Regions from separate parts of the Mus musculus genome. Here all the other regions are linked to region 5. A link is a contact called in public Hi-C and promoter capture Hi-C data. All regions are on one chromosome and are shown on one strand. The core of a region is the stretch at or near the end of the contact, and the rest is flanking DNA. Distances in the headings are between cores, read along the strand shown. Region 1 holds the start of Celf1 (CUGBP, Elav-like family member 1). Region 2 holds the start of Ttc17 (tetratricopeptide repeat domain 17). Region 3 holds the start of Psmc3 (proteasome (prosome, macropain) 26S subunit, ATPase 3). Region 4 holds the start of Acp2 (acid phosphatase 2, lysosomal). Region 5 holds the start of Cry2 (cryptochrome 2 (photolyase-like)). Region 6 holds the start of Ndufs3 (NADH:ubiquinone oxidoreductase core subunit S3). Region 7 holds the start of Hsd17b12 (hydroxysteroid (17-beta) dehydrogenase 12).

What was found. Promoter capture Hi-C pulls out the DNA fragments that hold promoters and counts their contacts. A called contact is a pair of places that touch in the nucleus more often than the background predicts. Capture Hi-C pulls out chosen DNA fragments and counts their contacts.
Region 1: a contact with region 5 is called in a promoter capture Hi-C map of neutrophils, with 5 times the contacts expected there. The contact joins the promoter of Celf1 here to the promoter of Cry2 in region 5. A contact is called at or near these places in 2 of 39 promoter capture datasets (neutrophils and pre-B cells).
Region 2: a contact with region 5 is called in a Hi-C map of B cells, with 6 read pairs. The contact joins the promoter of Ttc17 here to the promoter of Cry2 in region 5. A contact is called at or near these places in 1 of 39 promoter capture datasets (pre-B cells), 1 of 484 Hi-C or Micro-C datasets (B cells) and 1 of 9 other capture datasets (adipose tissue).
Region 3: a contact with region 5 is called in a promoter capture Hi-C map of neutrophils, with 4 times the contacts expected there. The contact joins the promoter of Psmc3 here to the promoter of Cry2 in region 5. A contact is called at or near these places in 3 of 39 promoter capture datasets (liver, neutrophils and pre-B cells) and 1 of 9 other capture datasets (adipose tissue).
Region 4: a promoter capture Hi-C map of adipose tissue shows a contact between it and region 5. The contact joins the promoter of Acp2 here to the promoter of Cry2 in region 5. A contact is called at or near these places in 1 of 39 promoter capture datasets (liver) and 2 of 9 other capture datasets (adipose tissue and liver).
Region 6: a contact with region 5 is called in a promoter capture Hi-C map of pre-B cells, with 2.4 times the contacts expected there. The contact joins the promoter of Ndufs3 here to the promoter of Cry2 in region 5. A contact is called at or near these places in 3 of 39 promoter capture datasets (liver, neutrophils and pre-B cells) and 2 of 9 other capture datasets (adipose tissue and liver).
Region 7: a contact with region 5 is called in a promoter capture Hi-C map of pre-B cells, with 4 times the contacts expected there. The contact joins the promoter of Hsd17b12 here to the promoter of Cry2 in region 5. A contact is called at or near these places in 4 of 39 promoter capture datasets (embryonic stem cells, liver and pre-B cells).

Annotation. Positions count from the first base shown.
Region 1 is chr2:90,939,070-90,941,769 of GRCm38.p6, forward strand. Celf1 (CUGBP, Elav-like family member 1) reads left to right here and starts at 1,328. Exons shown (of 14, transcript NM_198683.2): 1 at 1,328-1,572.
Region 2 is chr2:94,405,378-94,408,077 of GRCm38.p6, forward strand. Ttc17 (tetratricopeptide repeat domain 17) reads right to left here and starts at 1,312. Exons shown (of 25, transcript NM_183106.2): 1 at 1,130-1,312. The coding sequence starts at 1,288. It overlaps 2810002D19Rik (RIKEN cDNA 2810002D19 gene), which reads left to right and starts at 1,330. Exons shown (of 2, transcript NR_027831.1): 1 at 1,330-1,589.
Region 3 is chr2:91,052,607-91,055,306 of GRCm38.p6, forward strand. Psmc3 (proteasome (prosome, macropain) 26S subunit, ATPase 3) reads left to right here and starts at 1,410. Exons shown (of 12, transcript NM_008948.2): 1 at 1,410-1,725; 2 at 1,969-2,052; 3 at 2,373-2,498. The coding sequence starts at 1,642. It also overlaps Gm13778.
Region 4 is chr2:91,201,589-91,204,288 of GRCm38.p6, forward strand. Acp2 (acid phosphatase 2, lysosomal) reads left to right here and starts at 1,324. Exons shown (of 11, transcript NM_007387.2): 1 at 1,324-1,460; 2 at 2,013-2,108; 3 at 2,652-2,700. The coding sequence starts at 1,347. It also overlaps a transcript of Nr1h3 not described here.
Region 5 is chr2:92,432,697-92,435,403 of GRCm38.p6, forward strand. Cry2 (cryptochrome 2 (photolyase-like)) reads right to left here and starts at 1,373. Exons shown (of 12, transcript NM_009963.4): 1 at 1,116-1,373. The coding sequence starts at 1,327.
Region 6 is chr2:90,903,319-90,906,018 of GRCm38.p6, forward strand. It overlaps Ndufs3 (NADH:ubiquinone oxidoreductase core subunit S3), which reads right to left and starts at 1,403. Exons shown (of 7, transcript NM_026688.3): 1 at 1,266-1,403; 2 at 1,105-1,170. The coding sequence starts at 1,329. Kbtbd4 (kelch repeat and BTB (POZ) domain containing 4) reads left to right here and starts at 1,422. Exons shown (of 4, transcript NM_025991.4): 1 at 1,422-1,591; 2 at 2,348-2,700. The coding sequence starts at 2,377.
Region 7 is chr2:94,156,487-94,159,186 of GRCm38.p6, forward strand. Hsd17b12 (hydroxysteroid (17-beta) dehydrogenase 12) reads right to left here and starts at 1,423. Exons shown (of 11, transcript NM_019657.4): 1 at 1,224-1,423. The coding sequence starts at 1,383. Gm39885 (a long non-coding RNA gene) reads left to right here and starts at 1,678. Exons shown (of 3, transcript XR_866573.3): 1 at 1,678-2,700.

The sequences.
Region 1 (2,700 bases), core at 78-2,577, 1.5 Mb before region 5:
CACTCTAATTTTTCCTAACGTATCCATCTATATGCAACTAATTCAAGTTACATCTCTAACTCCATTCCCATCAATCAACAACAAGAAGGTAGAAAACCAATTTGAAAATTGGAACGAACAGGCCGGGTGTGGCGATACACGCCTTTAATCCCAGCATTTAGGGGAGGCAGAGGCAGGCGGATCACCAAGTGAGTTTGAGGTCAGTCTCAGTAACAAGAGGGAGTTCTAAGACAGCCAGAGCTACACAGAGAAACTCTCAAAAAAACAAAACAAACAAAAAAAAAAAAAAACAAAAAACAACCAAAGCTTTACAGTACAATTTAGGTAATTTGATAATGAACAACCTAGGGGCTAATTGTTTTGATCTACATGATTGTTTGTGCCTCTAGCACAGGGGAAAACTCTTGGCTGCTGCTTGGGGCAGGGGTGGGGGCTGCCTTAGTGAGTGTGGTAGGGTAGGGTAGGGTATAACCGGCATTTGTGGATATATATTTTGCTTTAGGAAGCTAAGTGATAAAGAGAAATAATTGCCAACTCATGAGTAATTTGTAAATTGATGGAGCCCTGACCTCCCAGAACTAAGTTTTCTCAATCTGCATTTCATTGTCTCACATTTCACTGACTTTGTGTAATAAACAACACACTTAATGCGTGAATCCAGCTAGATGCAGGTTAGGAATACCGAATCCTAAAAGGGGGTGCTGGATTCGTAAAAAGTGTTTTAATTGTTATTTTTTTTCCCAAGAAGAGTAGGTTTGGACTGGGTAGTCTCTTAATAGAATACTTAAGAGCTTTCTGGTGCCGCAGGGATTTTTGCCAGATTGCGCATGCATGCAGTTGAACATCTCTGTACAGGCACTTCCCTAACTCTGAAAGCTTGCAACACACATTCCATCAGAAGGAAGGCCTGGATACAGTTGTCTGTATGCTGATGTGCAAAAAGAAAGGGTGTGCCCTGCGTCCAGTGTTAGCCAAGCACCCATCATTCATTCATTCATTCATTCATTCATTCATTCATTCATTCATTCATTCGATATTTATTATGTGTATTTTTCATTGCCAAGCTGCGTTGCTTGCCCGCCAGAGGTGCAGCTAGTGCGGTGCGCAGAGGCAAGAACTTCAGATTCCCAGGCCGGGGTCTTCCCTCCAGTGCAGCTCTGAGACAAAGAGATGCACCCCTACAGCTCCCAGGGCTGAGGGCTCCGCCCGCGGCCCCCAGGGTTTCAGAGCGACTGCTCCTTCACTCCCCGGCCGGAGGGGGCGCTGCAGCGCCGGCCCTCCGCCCGCCCCTGCGCGGCGCTCGGCTCGGCTCGGCGCTGGCGGGCGGCGCCGCGGTGGTACGTTCCCCTTCGCCGCCCGCCCCCTCCGCGGCGGCCCTCCCCGCCGGTGGTAGGTGCCGGAAGTGCCGCCATTTTGGGGTGTTCTGCTCTGGCGGCAGCGGCAGCGGCAGAGGCGGCGGCGGCGGCGGGACGCGGAGGCTCCCCCGGGATTCGGCCTCAGCAGCGAGGCAGCGGCGGCTGCGGAGGAGCAAGGCAGCAGCTGAGGCAGCGGCGGGCTCAGGTGCAGCCGCTGGTGAGTGCGGCGGCCGCAGGATAACGGGCCGCGGGATGAAGGGAGGGAAAGAGAGGGAGGCTGGAGGGAGGCGCCGCGGGGCGGGTCAGGTTCGGGCGGCTACGGGTCACAGGGCCCTCCGGGTGCGGTCGCTCCCGCTTCCCCGCACCCCGGGGACCAGGCCGCGGACTGCTCGGGACTCGGGGGCCCATTCGCGTCCGCCCGGCGCGTGCCCCTGCTCCCAGGGAGACCCGCCCTCCTCGTGGCCTGGCCCCGGCTCCCTTGCCCTTTGCCTCCACTCTCCCGGCCCCGAGGGCTTGCTTCCTGCACCGCACCCGAGTCCTCCTCTCCGGGTCCGCTGGGCGAGATCGCGGCTGTCTACCCGAGACGCCGCTTCCCTGACCCTGTCGCCCCACGTGTTCTTCGTGCCCACCCCCGGGGGTGTCCTAGATTCCCGCCCCTAGAAGGCAGCGCTCCTCTCGATCCTCCGGAGCTCTTGCAGTTCTCGCCCTGGGGCCGCTTTGGCTCGCCCTACCCCCCACATCAGGTGCTCGCTCGCCCAGTCAAGGCCTAGTAGCAGGGCTCGAATCTCGCACCCAGGAGCGGGGACGGCTCTGGAGGGTGCCTTCTTCGCTAGGTCCCAGGCTTTGGATTTAAAGTCGGTAGTGGTGTCTCGGTTGTGGTGGTTCTGACAGGATGTTGTTTTAATTTTCTCCGACCATTGCATATGCTTTTTAAGGAGCTTCTCATTGGTTTAGAGACTGATTCCGGGGAGAAAGTGTGAGATTTTGGTCAGAGCTTGGTTTAGCACAACAGAATCTCTTTCTGGTGCTCAGAGTTAATGCTGTATATAAAAGCTGTTGAACAGTTTTAAAGAGCATAGACTCTGTTGATAATGTCTGCATTGTTAGGAGGTTACAAACACCCTTTGCACACACTTAAAAGGAACTTAACCTTTAAAAGATCTCTTCTCTGTCTTCTAGTCTCTGAGTTGAAGAGGTTTGAATTGCACTTTTTCACTTTTTCCAGTTTGTTTCTTTTTAGATCCTTAGAATGACGGTGTCTTCAGATGGAATTGCTTAGAGTTCTTTTTGGTTTTGGCATTAACAAGTGTACTTGGAAAATCATGGAGGTTAGAATGGACCAACT
Region 2 (2,700 bases), core at 62-2,561, 2.0 Mb after region 5:
AAAATTTTGTTTAGGTTTGCTGCATTGTGAAATGTCTCATCTTAAATATAAACCATGCGATGTGTTTCTACAGTTAATCAAAAGGATCAGTTTCTCTCTCTCGCCTTTGGTTAAAACATGAGTCAGTATGCTTAAATTGCAAGGGGTACACACTTCACTTTTTAAATGGCTCCTGGACATTTCCTGATTGTTGTCAAGCGCTGGAAGTCATTAAGTTTACAAGATTCTGTGGTGAAGCACGCGCGCGAGCACGCGCGCACACACACACACACACACACACACACACACACACGCACACACACACACACACACACACGCAGTCCTTAAAGCATCAGCAGTATGAAAGCAAATGCAGATGCAGGCATCAGAAAGTTATATAAGAAAAGCGGTCACTCCTCTGAGAAATCAGTTCAAGCATAGGTAATCTAGTAAACTGCAAATGCTGAGTGCCGGGCTGGGTCAAAGGAACTAGGAAGCAATGTAAAATACACCGGGAAATGAGGGCACTTAAGAACTGAATGATGCGGGCACCGCCACCAGAGGCATGCATCTTCTGGCATTCCTTCAGAAGGAGCAAGAATGGGTTGTCTTTAAAGAGCCCCTAATGACCTGGCTAACGGCACAGCCTCAAACCACCACATCGCGAAACAAATCCCATCAGTGGGAGACAAGGCTGGAGGAGGCGCATTAAAAGATCCATCCATTCACTAATGCCACCCTGGCTGTCACCGGCCTGGGACGCGCACACTCCCCGGCACTGCCACCTGCTTTCTACTTCCTCGGGGAGAGGTGGTGGCGCGCGGGTCCTGGTCCAGCGGCTCCAAAGGCAGAACTAATGATGAATCCGTGACTCCTAACCCGGGAGCTCAAGTCTCAGCTCCCCGGGGTCGGTTCCGGGACGGCGCGCGGCCCCAAGGTGGAAGGCTGAGAAGTTCCCCACGGCGGAGCCGGGGCGAGGGGACCAGAGGGGAGGGGGCGGCGCCAGGTCGGAGCGCAGGAAGCCTCGGCCCGTGGGCCGGGACCGTGGGAAGCCAAGCTGGGGGCGGGGCCGCGCGGAGCCACCCAGGGGCCCGGCTCCGGGATTCCCCCTGATCGGGCGCGGGCAGAGAGGGGGCACCCTGGCCGCTACCTGCTGTTGGATCTTCCCGTCCTCCGTGACGACCCAGTGCGTAGTGGCCAAGGCCCCTCGAGCCACCACGCTCAGCAAAGCGGAAAGGCTGAGAAGCCAACCCGGGCCGGAGCGAGGTAGCAGCTCGAACCGGCCGCGGACCCCTATTGCCGCCGCCATCTTGCCCCCCCGGCCGGGCTGCTCACACCGGAAGCGGAAGCGACTCCTTGCGGTCCGCCATCTTGGGGAGGTCGCCTCTGGAACTGGAGGAGGAGCCCGCGGAGTGCCTCGGAGACGATACCGGTCCCTTTACTCTCGGTCGGGGAAGCCGGTCCTGCCACACCTCAGGGCTGGAAACGGCTTTCTAGTTATCGTTTTTCTGGAGGCTATAAGATCCCCAAGCGTGGGAATCGGAGGGGAGATAATAAAACTAGGTGGAGCTTGAGCAGAAGTGAGAAGACGGTGAAGGTCTTTTTAAAAAGTAAGTATTGTTTCTGGTAGGGCAATAAAAGTTATACTTTTCAACTATCTGAGAGAGGCTTTTTTTTTTTTTTTTAATAAGTCTCGTAATGGAGTGTTAAGCGGCGCAGTCGTACTGTGTAATGCATGTCACACATCGAATTAAAAAAATAGCTCGTTATCAAATACAAAATATCAGCTCATTACAAGTTATGTATATGTGATCGGCATACTTTTTCTTCCGAAATTTAGAAAGCGATGTGTCCTTACAGACCACTTACATCCAGTGTGGCCAGATTTTTGGGTCTTACAGCAGCAGCACCACGTGTCTTGTGGACTTTGGTGGGCAGCTCTAGTCTAAGTTAAAGACCTAGGTGTAGAACCCAGATAGTGGCATCTCCGGGGAGGGGACTGTATTAAATATGTAAGCACTGCGGCTTCCCTTCCCCGAGGGTAGACTCAGCCATTATGAGTATGTTTTAAAGAAGTCTCAGGTGATTGATTTGCATATTGAAACTTAAGAGGCGCACTACCAACAGGTACAGTAGCTGTTAACCAGCTTAGGTTCCAGGCTCTGCCAATGTATGTTATTATAGGTATTTCAGGTCGGCCTACTAGTATGGTGGGCGTATCATCTTGTAACAAAGCTGTTATGCTTTTTTTTTTTTCTGTTGAGAAAAAAAAAAATTGTGCCCTGCCACCTACATAGATGTGTTGCAGGAAACAAATGTCTGCCTCATGTTATGGGAACAGAGACTGTGCTATGGCATTGTAATTCTTCTGAGAGCAGTTTGGTTTTGTTGATTTTGTTTGTTTTGTTTTTGAAATGAAGTCCCATTTGCAGCCTGAATTGCCTGGAATTTATTTAGCCCAGGCAGGCCTTTAAGTCCACCTGTGTCAACCACCTGATGCTGGATACAGGCATGAACCATCAGGCCCAGCTCACTAGGCAGCTTTTCTTAAAAGTACCCGTGTAATGAACATTCGTTTTATTAAAAAGGTATATCTTGGGGCTGGAGAGATGGCTTGGGGCTACAAAGATGGCTCAGGGCTGAAGAGCACTTCCTGCTCTTCCCTGGAAGCAGTGTTAGGCCACAACCACCTGTAGAACTCCAGCTCTAGGGGATCCTCCT
Region 3 (2,700 bases), core at 160-2,659, 1.4 Mb before region 5:
GCCATATTCTATAGATCTCTGAAGTGTTTGAAGACCATCTATCGACATAGACTATGTTGAATAGGCAAGCATTGCTTGTTTATAGCTATTTACAACCTGTGTAACTTTGAAAACATCTTTAGACTAAATAAAGCTTATTTCTGTAATTAACTAAACTAGTATCTAACATGACCATAAATGTCATTATTTATGGGTAACTAATTACTAACTTGCCTTTCAGATTATCCTAAACAGTTTGTAATAGCAGCTTTCAGGGACTAGAACTTGGGCTGCAGAGATGGCTCAGTAGGTAAGACTGCTCTTCTGAAAGTCCCAAGCAACCACATGGTGACTCACAACCACCCATAATGAGATCTGACACCCTCTTCTGGTTCATTTGAAGATCGCTACAGTGTACTTATTTATAATAATAAATAAATCTGCCAGTCAGTGGTGGCCTTTAATTTCAGAACTTGAGAGGCAGAGGCAGAGGCAGAGGCAGGTGAATTTCTGAATTCAAGCCAGCCTCGTCTATAGAGTGAGTTCCAGGACAGCCAGGGCTACACAGAGAAACCCTGTCTCGAAAAATCAAAATAAATAAATAAAATTTTTTAAAGGACTAGAACTTTACAGCACATGAGTTGTGTAGATATAATACTTTAAACAAGAGTAGAAACATATATACAGTACATTGTAACAAAAATAACTTCCCTATGTGGACAGTTAGATCTGCATTAATATTAGTAGAAGCAATGGTTTATCTGGGTTTTGTTAGGCTATTTTTGTTTAAGACTCACAGTGTGACCAGAATAGCTAGAAATACACTATGTAGCACAGGGTGGCCTTAATATGCAGCAATCCTTCTGCTTCATCTTTGCAGTGGCTCAGTGTCTGTGATGACAGGCATGTGCCATCAAACCTAGCAGTTTCTTTTCAACCTTTCTCTTTCTTTCTTTCTCTTTCTTTCTCTCTCTCTCTCTCTCTCTCTCTCTCTCTCTCTCTCTCTCTCTCTCTCTCTCTCTCTCTCTCTCTCTCTCTCTCTCTCTCTCTCTCTCTCTCCCTCTCCCCCCCCCCTCTTCCTCCCTCCCTTTTGTTTTTGGTTTTTGAGACAAGAGTTTCTTTGTGTAGCCTTAGCTCTCCTGGACTCACTCTAGACCAGGCTAACCTTAAACTCAGAGATCCGCCTACCTCTGCCTCCAGAGTTCTGGGACTAAAGGCATGCGCCACCACACTGGACATTTTGCAAATCCGTGAATTCCAAGTTTACCTGGGTTCTTAGATTGCACCGGCACCTGTGCAAACTCCTTTTCAGTTATCCGCCAGGCTAAAAACTGCATTTCCCGAAAGACTCCGCGGCTTTCTCCTGCCTCCCGCCTCTTCCGGTTGTGCAGCAAGCCCCGCCCCGCCTGTACGCCGGCCAATAGCAGCCCAGCCCTCGCTCCCGCACAAACCGGAGCAACCGGCGAGCCACGGGGCGGGCCCTGTAGCCTCGGTTTGGTTCGTGGAGTCCCAGCGGCAGATTCGCTCGGAGACGCGGACAGAACCCGTTCTGTCGCGTCAGGAATCGCGGGTGAAGTTCTCCACGGGTGGAGAGAAGACGTTGAGAAAGGCTGCGCTGGGCTCCCTCAGGGGCTCGTGCGCACTCCCAGTTTCGGCCTCTTCATGCAGGAAATGAATCTGCTGCCGACGCCCGAGAGTCCAGTGACTCGGCAGGAGAAGATGGCGACCGTGTGGGATGAAGCTGAGGTGAGTGTTGGGAGACCTGAGGGGCGTCCCAAAGTTTGGGCTATAAGGTTAGACGTTCTTGGAGGCCGGGAAAGGAGGTGGCTGGAAGGCCAGGTCCGGTCTGGACTGGTTGCAGAGCTTCTTGGGTTGTCCCGACTTCATCCTGCTGTTGGGTTAAGGAAGCAGGCGCTGAGGGGGCTGTGGGACCGTGGGATGGCAGCTCTGAGTTACAGTAAATAAGTACTTCTTCTCTTATTTGAACAGCAAGATGGCATTGGGGAGGAGGTGCTCAAGATGTCCACGGAAGAGATTGTCCAGCGCACACGGCTGTTAGACAGCGAGATCAAGGTGGGCTCCTGGCTCCGGTGCAGGCAGCGGAGTTCTCAGATCTCCATTTTACAGATGAGGAACCCGAGGCTCAGAGAGGGATGAATTCACACTCAAACCCATGGAAAATACCTAGCCCTGTCCCACAGCCGCTTTGTCAGGAGGTTTTCCCACTGGCCTCTTGTCCTGACCTCTGCAGTTTGGACATGTACAGGCTGGGCCTTCAGAAAGCCTGAGATCTGGTTGGATGGGTCTCCCGGGTAACCTGGACCTCATCTATTAGAGGGCTGTAATGAATGCAGGCTGAATCAGGGTTGAACATTGGTTTTCTCTTATCCCAGATCATGAAGAGTGAAGTATTGCGAGTCACCCATGAACTCCAAGCCATGAAAGACAAAATCAAAGAGAACAGTGAGAAAATCAAAGTGAACAAAACCCTGCCGTACCTTGTCTCCAATGTCATCGAGGTGTGTGTCTGTGTGTGGGAAGAGGAGGAGGCAGGAGGCTTGGAGACATCTAGGGATGGGGCCCATAGGGTAGAGTGTAAAAAGCAATGTTTAAGTCTGCAAAGACCTTAGAAGTGTCACAGATTTCTGCCATTTTCTTCTTTTGTTCCTTCTTGGGGCAGATGAACTTTGCAAACAGAAGCAGCACCTCAACAAAGGTGTT
Region 4 (2,700 bases), core at 74-2,573, 1.2 Mb before region 5:
GTCTACAGGGGATCCTATGCTGCCTTTTTGCCTCCAAGGACACTGTATATACATGGTTCACAGATATACATGCAAGCAAAACACCCATACATAGAAAATATTTTGTTTCATCATTGTTTTTTCCAGACAGTATTTCTCCATGTATCGCTGGCTGTCCTGGAACTTGCTCTATAGACCAGGCTGGCCTACATACAACTCAGACATCTACCCCCCTCTCCAAGTGCTGGAAGTAAAGGCATGCACCACATAGATTTGTTTGTTTTTAAGTTTAAAACTATTTAGTTTTGAAGCCTTCTTATTCTCCCCAAGTCTTTCTCAAGGTGACATCGAAAGTAAAGTTTAGGCAGTAAGGTACATAATTTTATTTGGAGTCCTGGGACAGTATCAATTCTGATCAGATTTGCATTAAAGCATATCAAGGGCCCAAGATCTCATCTGCAACTGTGTGTCACTCTAAGGTTTGGAATCACAACATCCAGACACCCAACTGGCTGCCTGCCTCCAAATCCTAAAGGCTAATGTCTGGAGGAACTCTGATTCTGTGGCAATTCCAGTTATATGCCTGCATCAAAACTGATGTAGTTTTCTGAGATTCCTCCCATAAGAATTCAATGTAGTGGGTTTGGGAAATCGGAACATCCTATGCAATCCAACTCCTCCTCAAACATGACGTTTGAGTCTAATTTAATTTAGAAATCGGTAAGCACAAGAAAAGAGCTGAAAAAAACTGGGGAGTACGAAGGTTTGTTCAGGACATGAATGGCAGACTAGACTGGATCTACCTCAAGGACACAGGGAGTCCAAAGGGCTGGTTACATGCAGTACCCTACATCTCAAACAAGCCCGCTTATCGGAACAGTGTCTAAGCCAAGGCTTACACTAAACTACACACCCAAGAGCAGAAAGTTAGGCTCTGTACTTCCCCACACCTTGCCCCAGTTTTGCACCAGCCGAGGCTCTGGGATCATTTTCAGAAGCATTCCTCAAAGCAGGCACTCGCTCTCCAGGCCCAGACCCCAACCAGGGCAAGCACCAGCTTTGTAGAAGAAGGGGTAAGCCTGACCTAGCGCCTCTACAAAAGCGAGGTGTTTAAGCCTTTTCTGCCCGGAAGGTCGCGCAACAGTCCCACCCTCGTTCATCACCGCCAATCGCAAACCTTCTCCATTTGCATTCCCTCCCAAATTCCGCCTTCTCCCACCAGACTTTCTCATTCCCGGTCTCCCGCAACCCAAAGAAAGATGGCGAAGGCTGCACTTCCGGCAAGTGTCCTTACGAATGCATCCGGGCGGCTGCAGCAGGTACCGCCCAAGGCGTTCCGGCCTCTTGCTACACAGCCTACAACAGTGATGGCCGGCAGACAGACTGGTTGGAGCCAGGCGGCTCTTCTCCAGTTCCTTCTTGGCATGTGCCTAACGGTGATGCCACCCATACAGGCCCGGAGTCTACGCTTTGTTACCTTGGTAATGGGTGACGGAGTCACCAACGGGTTCGCCAAAGCTGAAAGGGCAAAGGCCGGCTGGTAGAGGGAGGGGCAGAGCTTGTGTTCTGGGGCCGGGGTCTCACTTCTCAAGGAGGAGAAAGAACCGGTTTAGGAAACCGCTGGCCCATAGTGGGTTGTGCGGCTGGATTAAGAATTGATTTGGAGCCCTAGGCTATTTTTTTTTTTTTTTTTTTTAGGGCAGGACGACCGAGTAGGAGATATTCTTCCCTAGGATGGGAATTTAGTTAAAAGGTTGAAAGTCACCCATAAAGACGACTTTGATCTTTGTTTTCCCAGTCCCATTGCCCACTTCCTCCCCCAGAAGGCGTTGCTTTCACTACTCTTCTACCTGTGCTTTGGGGCTTTACCTATTATCTCAGGTTACATTGCATCGCCCGAACTGGGGTCTTTTTTCATCGCTCAGTAGAGAAAGATGGAGTGAAATTTCCTTTCCTGGCATGTGCAGAGGTGGGTCCTGTCCTTAACTAGAAGACCCTTCTGATTCTATAGACACACCATTTTCTTTGCTCAGCTGTATCGACATGGAGATCGGTCACCAGTGAAGACATATCCCAAGGACCCCTATCAGGAAGAGAAATGGCCCCAGGGATTTGGTCAGCTAACCAAGGTGGGTCAAAAGCCAACCTGCAAGGTCTCGGGATATGCTACGGAATGAATCACATCTGGAGCACAGAAACTGGGGCTCCTTAAACTACTAGCTTCCCACATGGGTTCTGATGGACCAGATGTCTATTTTGTTGTTTTGTTTTTGTGGTTTTGGAAATTAAACCCAGAACCTTGTCTATGCTAAGCACAGTGAGCTACATCTCTGGCTATGACCAGATTTCTTAACAACTCTGTGCAGGGGACAGTATCATTACAACTGGCCACTTCTGGAATCAAATTCACCTCTTGCCAAGGGAAGAATGCCTAAATGCCATACATAGGACTTGTGGCTAATCCCCTCTCTTTGGACTTTTTTTTTTTTTTTCCCCAGGGGTTGGGGATTTGGGGGAGGTTTAAGACAGGGTTTCCTTGTGTAACAGAGCCCTGGCTGTTCTGGACTCACTTTGTAGACCAGGCTGGCCTTGAACTCAGAGAGTGACTGCTGGGATTAAAGGCCACCATGCCCAGCTCCTCTTTGGACTTTAACTCTCAGGTTTGCCCACAGGAAGGGATGCTACAGCACTGGGAGCTGGGCCAGGCCCTGCGGCAACGCT
Region 5 (2,707 bases), core at 123-2,622:
TAGGAACACTTGCTCTCCTAGCAGGGCAAACCCCTCTTGGAGAGGAAAGAGTGGACGCTGAGAGCCACGGTCTCCTGGGAACTACCTCACTCATCTGTGCAACAAGGCCATAAGCAAACACCTCTCATAACAATGCAAACAAACCAAGCTACTGCAGGGAGGCCTTTAGACAGTGATGGGAACATGGTGTATCAAAACGTCTTGTTTCTGAAGACTGGTTACAGAGAAAATACATCAGATGCCGATTTATTATGTCACAGCATGCTGGGAAAGGGTTCAGCCTCCTGGGAGTTATCACCGAATCTTCATATTGTGTTCTTGTTTTTCCACATCAGCTCCTAAAAGTCTCATCTGTAATGGCCCAGCTCTCCTAAAAAACACTTCATGACAACAGGCGGAAGAGCTGACGGGTGATGCAACCCTCTTTGAATATCTTTCTAGCAACGTTATAACTACACAGGGATCCTCTCAGATGGGTTAGGGGACCTCCTGAGAGATTGCTCATTGGGTAAAGGCACCCGGCTTTCCACCCTGGAACCGTATGGTGAGTGAGAACCTGCAAGTCGTCCTTTTAACTCTATACACTGCCATGCCATGCATGTCCTTTCCCAATCAATGTTTTTTAAAAAAAATGCGTCAAGAACACAAAAGTGCCATTACCCGATGATGCCCTTGGGGTCTTTTTAAAACCGGCTAATGCTAAGCTAGGTTCCCTGATCACCACCACGTTTGTCTGTGAAGAGAGGTTACGCGGGATGGGAAAAGAGGCGTGGGGGAGAGTCAAACAAATCCGAGGCTTAGGGAAGCCCTTGGGGGGGGGGGGTCCACGAGGGGCTACTTCTCTTGAAGAAGCTTTTCTCCGCTCCCACAGCACACCCCTAAAAGCCCAGTCCCCATTCTTCCAGGGACTGGCTGCAGATCCTCCCTCAGGTTGACTTCGCGTTTTTGACGAGAGTCTCGTCAGCATAGAGGGACCTCTGTCCCCCAGGCCTCCCAGGAGTTCAGAGCGGGCCACACTGGGCAAAAACGCTGTGTCAGAGTGGCCGCAGGCTGGAGTTCCTGGGCCCAGGGGAGTCCGCTTGGTGTTGCCACCCCGCAGCATAGGGTCCCCTCACCTCCATCGGTTGATGCCCACAGACGAGGAGGCCGCGAACCACGGGTCGAGGATGTAGACGCAGCGCACACAGCGCGCCCCGCGCACGGCAGCTAGCAGCGCGGGGTTGTCGTGGAGCCGTAGTCCTTTGCGGAACCAGTGCACCGAGGACGCGCCGTCCGCGCCCATCGATTGCGCGGGGACCGTCGCTGCCACCACAGCAGCCGCCGCCATCGCCGCCTGGACTGGGTCTCGGTCTGCCGCTCCGCCCGACCGCCCCGTTGGTCCCGCCCAGCGCCCGCCCAGCGACCTATGATGCAGCCTCTCCCTGGCATGACTCCGCCCCAAGGAGTCTGGATCGCCTCTGTGATTGGGTGAGACCCGGTGGGACCCTCCCTCTGTTCCATTGGTCAGCAGCGTCGGCGCAGGCTCCGCCCCCTCACGTTCCCACCATGTGTGGTCCCGCTTGGTAGCCACCCGCCGGTGACGCAGGACCGCGCTGCGTCCGCCCCGCGTGGGCTGAGTCTGGAGGGACCTCGGATCTCCTACGCATTTCGCGTCCCCGGGAAAGACAGGGGTTGCGGTGACTCCGGCCGGTGGCTGACAGACCTGTTACCGGGCCCTTTCTAACAGTTCATTGTCCTGTTCATATGTGAGGCTGAGCGGTGATTGCCTTACACAAACTGTCCTATTTTCTATTTTCATCTCATCCTGGTAACGTTCATTTCATAAACACGAATAAAACAGATGCTTGTTAGTCTTACTCTGCAGATGAAGTAAGCTTAGGGCGCCCCAGTTTGAATGACTTGCGCAATACCATGAATCCAGTAAGATTCCACTCAGAATCTTCCGATTTCAAAATCCACTTCCTCGCAGAGAATCTTGGTATTTGCATACAGAAAGGCATAAGGATAAAGGAGACGCCCTTTTATGCGGCAGGAGTGGGTTTGGGAGAAAGGACAAAGGTTTCAGAGGACGTGGGTTGAGGCAGTAATTATGCCCTCAAATGAATTCATTTCTTTTACGTTCTGTTTAGCAGACACAGTGCAGTTATTTTGCACAAAACTCTGAACTGGATTCTATGTGGGAATCAGAGATGTGCAGGGCAATATTCTCCTGTCTCCTTTGGGAATCCTTTGATTCTTTGGAGATTCTGGCAGAGTTTGCTGATTGAACAAGTGCAGCAACCGTTGCACTTGGGCTAAGATGGGCTAGTTGGGATGGAGGGCTGGAGCTATCCAGCAGAGAACTGTTCCGATTTGTCCTTGTGTTGATCCTATGGGTAGTCACCTTCCCCATCTTGGGAATGAGCAATGAAAGAATCTAGAATTTAGTCAGCAATTTAATGGCATTAATTGGCACCACTCTCTGACTACAGCGTCATTACGAGCCTCTCATTTCCAGCGCTTTGGACATGCTGTTCTCTCACATCACATGCCCCAGCCCACACCCTCGTGCCTCCTGTTTTCCCTGTGACAGCTGTTATTTTCCAGTTTCCTGGGCCCAACCTGCACAGGGGCTCACCTCATTTGGTGTCTTCCCCCCACCCTCCGGTTTTAGTACATAGTACTGGGATTGTTTAGCTATTGTATGTCAGCTCCATCAGACTATAAT
Region 6 (2,700 bases), core at 153-2,652, 1.5 Mb before region 5:
ACTCAGGGAGAAGGGAGTGGAGAGATGGCTCAGTGGTTAAGAGCACTAACTGCTCTTCCAGAGGTCCTGAGTTCGATTCCTAGCAACCACATGGGACCCGATTCTCTACTCTGCTGTGTCTGAAGACAGCTGCAGTATATTCACATACATAAAAAAATAAAAATATCTTTAAAAAAAAAGAAAAAGAAAAAACTCAGAGTGCAACACCATTTCTCTTTCTCGGTCCATACACTCTTGTTACTGTGTTGGGCAATCTTTGCTTCTTTTCTCCACTGTTCCACAGCTGTTCCTCACTTCCTGTACTCATGGTAACAATGCAACAGTGGCAGCTCCTCTCTCAGACTCAGAGCTCTTTAAGGATGGAAACCAGACTTCTGTTTCTCTTTCCCTTCTTGGTACTTGTTTATACCAAGTTCTTAATCAGAGAACTTCAGGGCTGAAGGACCCTGAAAGATTACCTCATTGCCCATACTCTATCCCCTGTCACTTTGTGTAATAGATGTCCTGGAATGAAAAGAAGCTTTCTATTTCCCAGTGTGATTCTGTTGACTGAACATAAAATCACCACAGGGTCATTCAAGTACTTGAGCACCCACACATCACAGAATCAAGGATTAAGTATTTTCTGCACTTGGAAACAGACCTGCTTTGTCGTTCACTGGAACTGTGACTGAATAATTTAATTATCTGGACCGCTTCATGATCTACATCTATATGGACAGTAAAACGTTATGCGTCTCATCAGGCTCTTATGAAGTCCAAGGTGCCTAGTAAATACTAAATTGATGTGAGCTACAATTATTTTGGACTTTGAGTCTCAAAAGTTTTTGTTACCTGCGCTCAAAGACAATTTCATCGGAGGACAAAAAAAAAAATCAAATCCTGATAACGAGCAAAAGGCGATCAAGATCAGAAGGGAACAAATATCTAGGGCACAGGAAGTGCTCGATTCTAACAGCAAAGTGGAGACCATAGCAATCTCCAAGGACAAGCAGAGATTTGCCAGGAGGGAAGGACATTCCAAGGCAAGGACAAACATCTGACAGAAACAACGAAAGGCCCCAGCTAACGTTGGGGGAAAAAGCGCCATCCGCACATACTCACGGCGCTTGTCAGCCGCCGCGCTCTCCCTTCTTACGTGCTGCCACAGCACGGAGGGTCGCCCAGCCCCTGCACAGGGAGAGAAAAGGCACAAAGGCGCGGGTGAGACTCGGGGAGGTCTCCGTGCTGCCCGTGGTCTCAACCTGCTGCTGTTCCTTGCTCACCCCTGCCTACGGAAGCGGCCCCCAAGAGCCCACGACACCAGACCCTGGCTGCAGCCGCCGCCATGTTCCTTAGTGTGCCGACTAAGTAGCCGGAGAACACACGCAGGCCACGGAGCCCCAAGGGCACGGACCGGAAGTGGAAATGTGCAGTGACTCTTCTTCCGGGCGGACGCGGGGCGGGAAGCAGAGGTTCCGGATCTGAGCCCTGGCATGAAAGGAGGTATCGCAGGTAAGAAAGACCCGCAGGTGGGGAAACCGTGAGGTGTACGTAGCCCTATCTCGGTACAGCGGAGGCCGAAGAGAAGAAGACGCAACGAACCGCACCGGTGAGAGAAAGGGAAAGGGTGGGCGTTCTGGGTTCTAAGTTCTACACCGCGCCGGCTCTTGAGCTAAGCTTTTTTAATGGGGGGCGGGGTGGGGGGGGGAGACGATGGACGGTTTCCTTGGAGACCGTTTCCTAGGCGACTCCAGGTGGCACGGTCAGATTGCACAGGGTTATGGACTTCCTTGTGCCCCCGGCCGGGGACGGCTGGGCTCTCAAGGGCTTCTTTAAGAACTCACTGGAGCGAGAGGTAAGTAAGAAACAGCAGCTTAGAAAAGAGTAAAAGTGGAAGTCCAGGCCCAAGCCTCAGTATTGGGGGGTCTGCACTCTTATGTCCAGGCAAAGAGGGAATGTAACAACAATACCTGGATGTCTTAGTTTGGCCTAATTATGCTTCTCCAGAGTCTCATTAGTTGTATATCCAAATTATTTGGTTTTAAGATCATAGGCTTCCTCCTTCGTCTTTTTCATGAGCTAACCTAAGTCCCAAGTCTTTTGTTACATCACGATCAGGAATATCCAATTTTACCTCAAGGAAAAACAACAGAGTTGGAACTTTTAATTGAATTCATTGGAGGAGAGGCCCCACTGCAGGAAAACTGGAGGAATGGCATAGGCCACATTGGCAAGACCAGGAATAAGGCCATTCTGGACCCACTTTGCTCCAGTGTCTCCCTTCTCCCTGTCTTGACTTGGACAGTTGGATTCATGGACTGTGTCTGTGAATTACCCAAATACTTAGGGTGATATTGCTTTGCAGATAGTTGGCAAAGAGAGAAGTTGGCTACCATGGAGTCACCAGAGGAGCCTGGAGCATCCATGGATGAAAACTACTTTGTGAACTATACTTTCAAAGACCGGTCTCACTCAGGCCGAGTGGCTCAGGGCATCATGAAACTGTGTTTAGAGGAGGAGCTCTTTGCTGATGTCACCATTTCAGTGGAAGGCCGAGAGTTTCAGCTGCACCGGCTGGTCCTGTCAGCTCAGAGCTGCTTCTTCCGATCCATGTTCACATCCAACCTGAAGGAGGCTCACAACCGGGTGATTGTGCTGCAGGATGTCAGCGAGTCTGTTTTCCAGCTCCTAGTTGACTATATATACCATGGGACTGTG
Region 7 (2,700 bases), core at 173-2,672, 1.7 Mb after region 5:
TCATTTTATTGGATAACTGATTTCCTATGGGATTACTGTTGCATTGACTTAAAAAAAAATAAAAATAAGCCAACAAACAACTTTTTCCAAGCTGACAACAAAGAAACTGACCAAGTCAATTGTGAAATTATATCATCTGAATCTTAATCACAGCGAGCACTTTTTCCCCCAGGGACTATGAAAAGTGATTTTGGAAAGTTGTATAAAATCACTGTTTGCCCCACATCAAGGAAAGGGGCTCACAAACTCATTTCTACTTGAAATATTTTCTCCTATTATTAGGGTGTTGTCCCAAAAGATTAACTGTCATGTCTTTTCTAAGTCGTTTAAATGTTCTTTAATGAACAGAACAAACCTGAAAAGTAACATGATTTCTGTCCTGTGTTTAGTCCGTAGGCAACCGCACCCCAATATTCTATAAAATGTTTGAGTCGTGAACAGTGAGTTACAAAACACCAGAGAGCCACACATACATCATGATTACATGGGTGTTTGTTTTAAAGCCCTTCTCTCAAAAAATAGAAACAAAGGTGAGAGGGCTGAACTAGGATTTTCTCAACTTCTCTGATACGACCTTCGTTCTCATTTTTAAAATCTGTCAACTGAAAAGAAGAAGGTTCGCGTGTTTTGGTCACTTTTTGTAAAGACATTTTCCGCAAACTCTTGCAAAAAGTACTGAATACGATAGGAAGACTTTGTTTTCCCAGAACAGCGCTTCTTAGTCATTGAAACTCCAGAATAATTTACCAAGATTTCCTCCGACACCGCCTCCACCTCCCCCCTCCCCAAAAGGACTTGTTAAATTACATGAAACAAACCCAATTCAAGTAACTGGAGAATCAAGTTTCCCAAGATCCTAACTTCTGAAATCGTTGTCCCTGCAACCCTTCTTCCTATCTTCACCTATGCTCTCATCCATAGCACAGGGCCAGTTTTCAAGCCAAGTGAAAAACTTTATTTTAAAAAATAAATAAACACTGCAAGGGACACAGCGGACAATGCGCCTGACTCCGGCCGCCTGCCCAGGAGGGCTCCAACAGGACAAGTCCGGGGAGTTAAGAAAGGTCTCCTCCGTGCCCACCAGGCAGCAGCAGGTCAGATCACCCACCCCGCCAGTGCGCTCAGGGTCTGGAGAAGTTTCCGCGCTCCAGAGCGGGCTCGCTGAGCGCGAGCGACAGGGGAACAAGGGCCACAGCGTGGTCGCGGCTTGTGGTTCCACTCACCTGCCCATTCTCCGAGTCGCGGACCGACCAAGGCCTCGTTGCCCACGCACCACACCTGGAAGGCCCTGAAGAGCGAGTACGAGGCTCGCAGGGCCAGGTAGGCAATGGTGCTCGCGCCCACCCAGTACAGGAAGCCGGCCGCCGGGGGAGCGCACTCCATGGCTCGTGACTAGGCCTCACTACTACGGTGAATGGGGAAGGAAAAAAAAAAAAAGAATGAATGGGACGAGGAGGCGGTGCCGCCGTGACGGCGAAGACGCAGCGAATAGACGTGATTTTTTGAACGCTTTAGGTCTAAGACCCGCCTACATAGTCATATCCATGTGTCTATTGGTGACTTCTCTTTCCTGTAAGCGTACTATGTCTCCTATTGGTTAGCCTTCGTTTCGTAGCCCCGCCCACAATCCCCTTCGGCGCGCTCAGAGCCGCATTTCCGTATTAAGACAGTGGCTCGCTCACAAGCCGCTCAACGTTTGGCTCCGCCCACAAGCTTTACCTCGCACCACCGAAGCGCAGGGATCTCTCATTGGCAGAGGCGGCCCTTACGACTGCGGAAGGCTGCGCGCTGATTGGCCAGTGATACCTAACTGGGTTTAGCTCACATTTCAGGAAGGAATGGAACCGGAAAGGGAAGAATATAGTAGAAGTCCGGGAGGAGCTGGAGTAGTGCTTGTGATTACGTCTTAGTAATAACCGCTTTCGGATTGTTAATTCCTCAGACTTTTCAGATGAAGGTTTACGGTTCCCCTTTGTCTGCAGAGCACGCTTTCGCTCCATTTTTTTGAATGACTGCCTTAGCTCCCACAATGAACTTTATACTTGTTCCCAATAATTCGGAATTCCAGAAAACTCTACTGTGTAGTAGCGTTAACAGTTGTAAGATGAATGAAAAGTATCCTACAAGAACAGAGCTTATGGAGCAATTCTGGGAAACTCAAATTTTTTTATTGGACCTGGTCCAGTAAAAACCAAAATCATTTTATTTTTGTTTTGTGGGAGGATATTAAAGAGATATTTGTGTCCTATACTTTTTACTGTAAGACAATCAAAACAATAAAATCAAAACAGGAACCGATTCACCCCCATCAAGGGACTTCATGCTGGGATAAAAGAAAACCTAAAACGTGGGCAAACACTTCCAGAACACCTTACAGGGGAGGCAATGAGGGGCCAGTGGTGAGCTGGCTGGACCACACTTTGACTTGCTTAGATTTATGTTACTCTGGCCCATTCTTAAACCATAACTGCACATCAGAACCTAAAACATGGCTTTGGTGGAAGGTACTGGGTCTCTTTATAACTTTTCCCAAATCTTTTTTTATTCTTTTCTTTTCCTGCTGTTCTGCACTATTAATTTGACTGTTTTAGCTGACTTAGGAAGGACAGGTGACCGAAACTCACTTGTTGATGCACAAGCTGTGGCCCTGACTCTGAAAACAGGCCTTATGCTTGAGCAGCAAATACTTTACCCACCAAG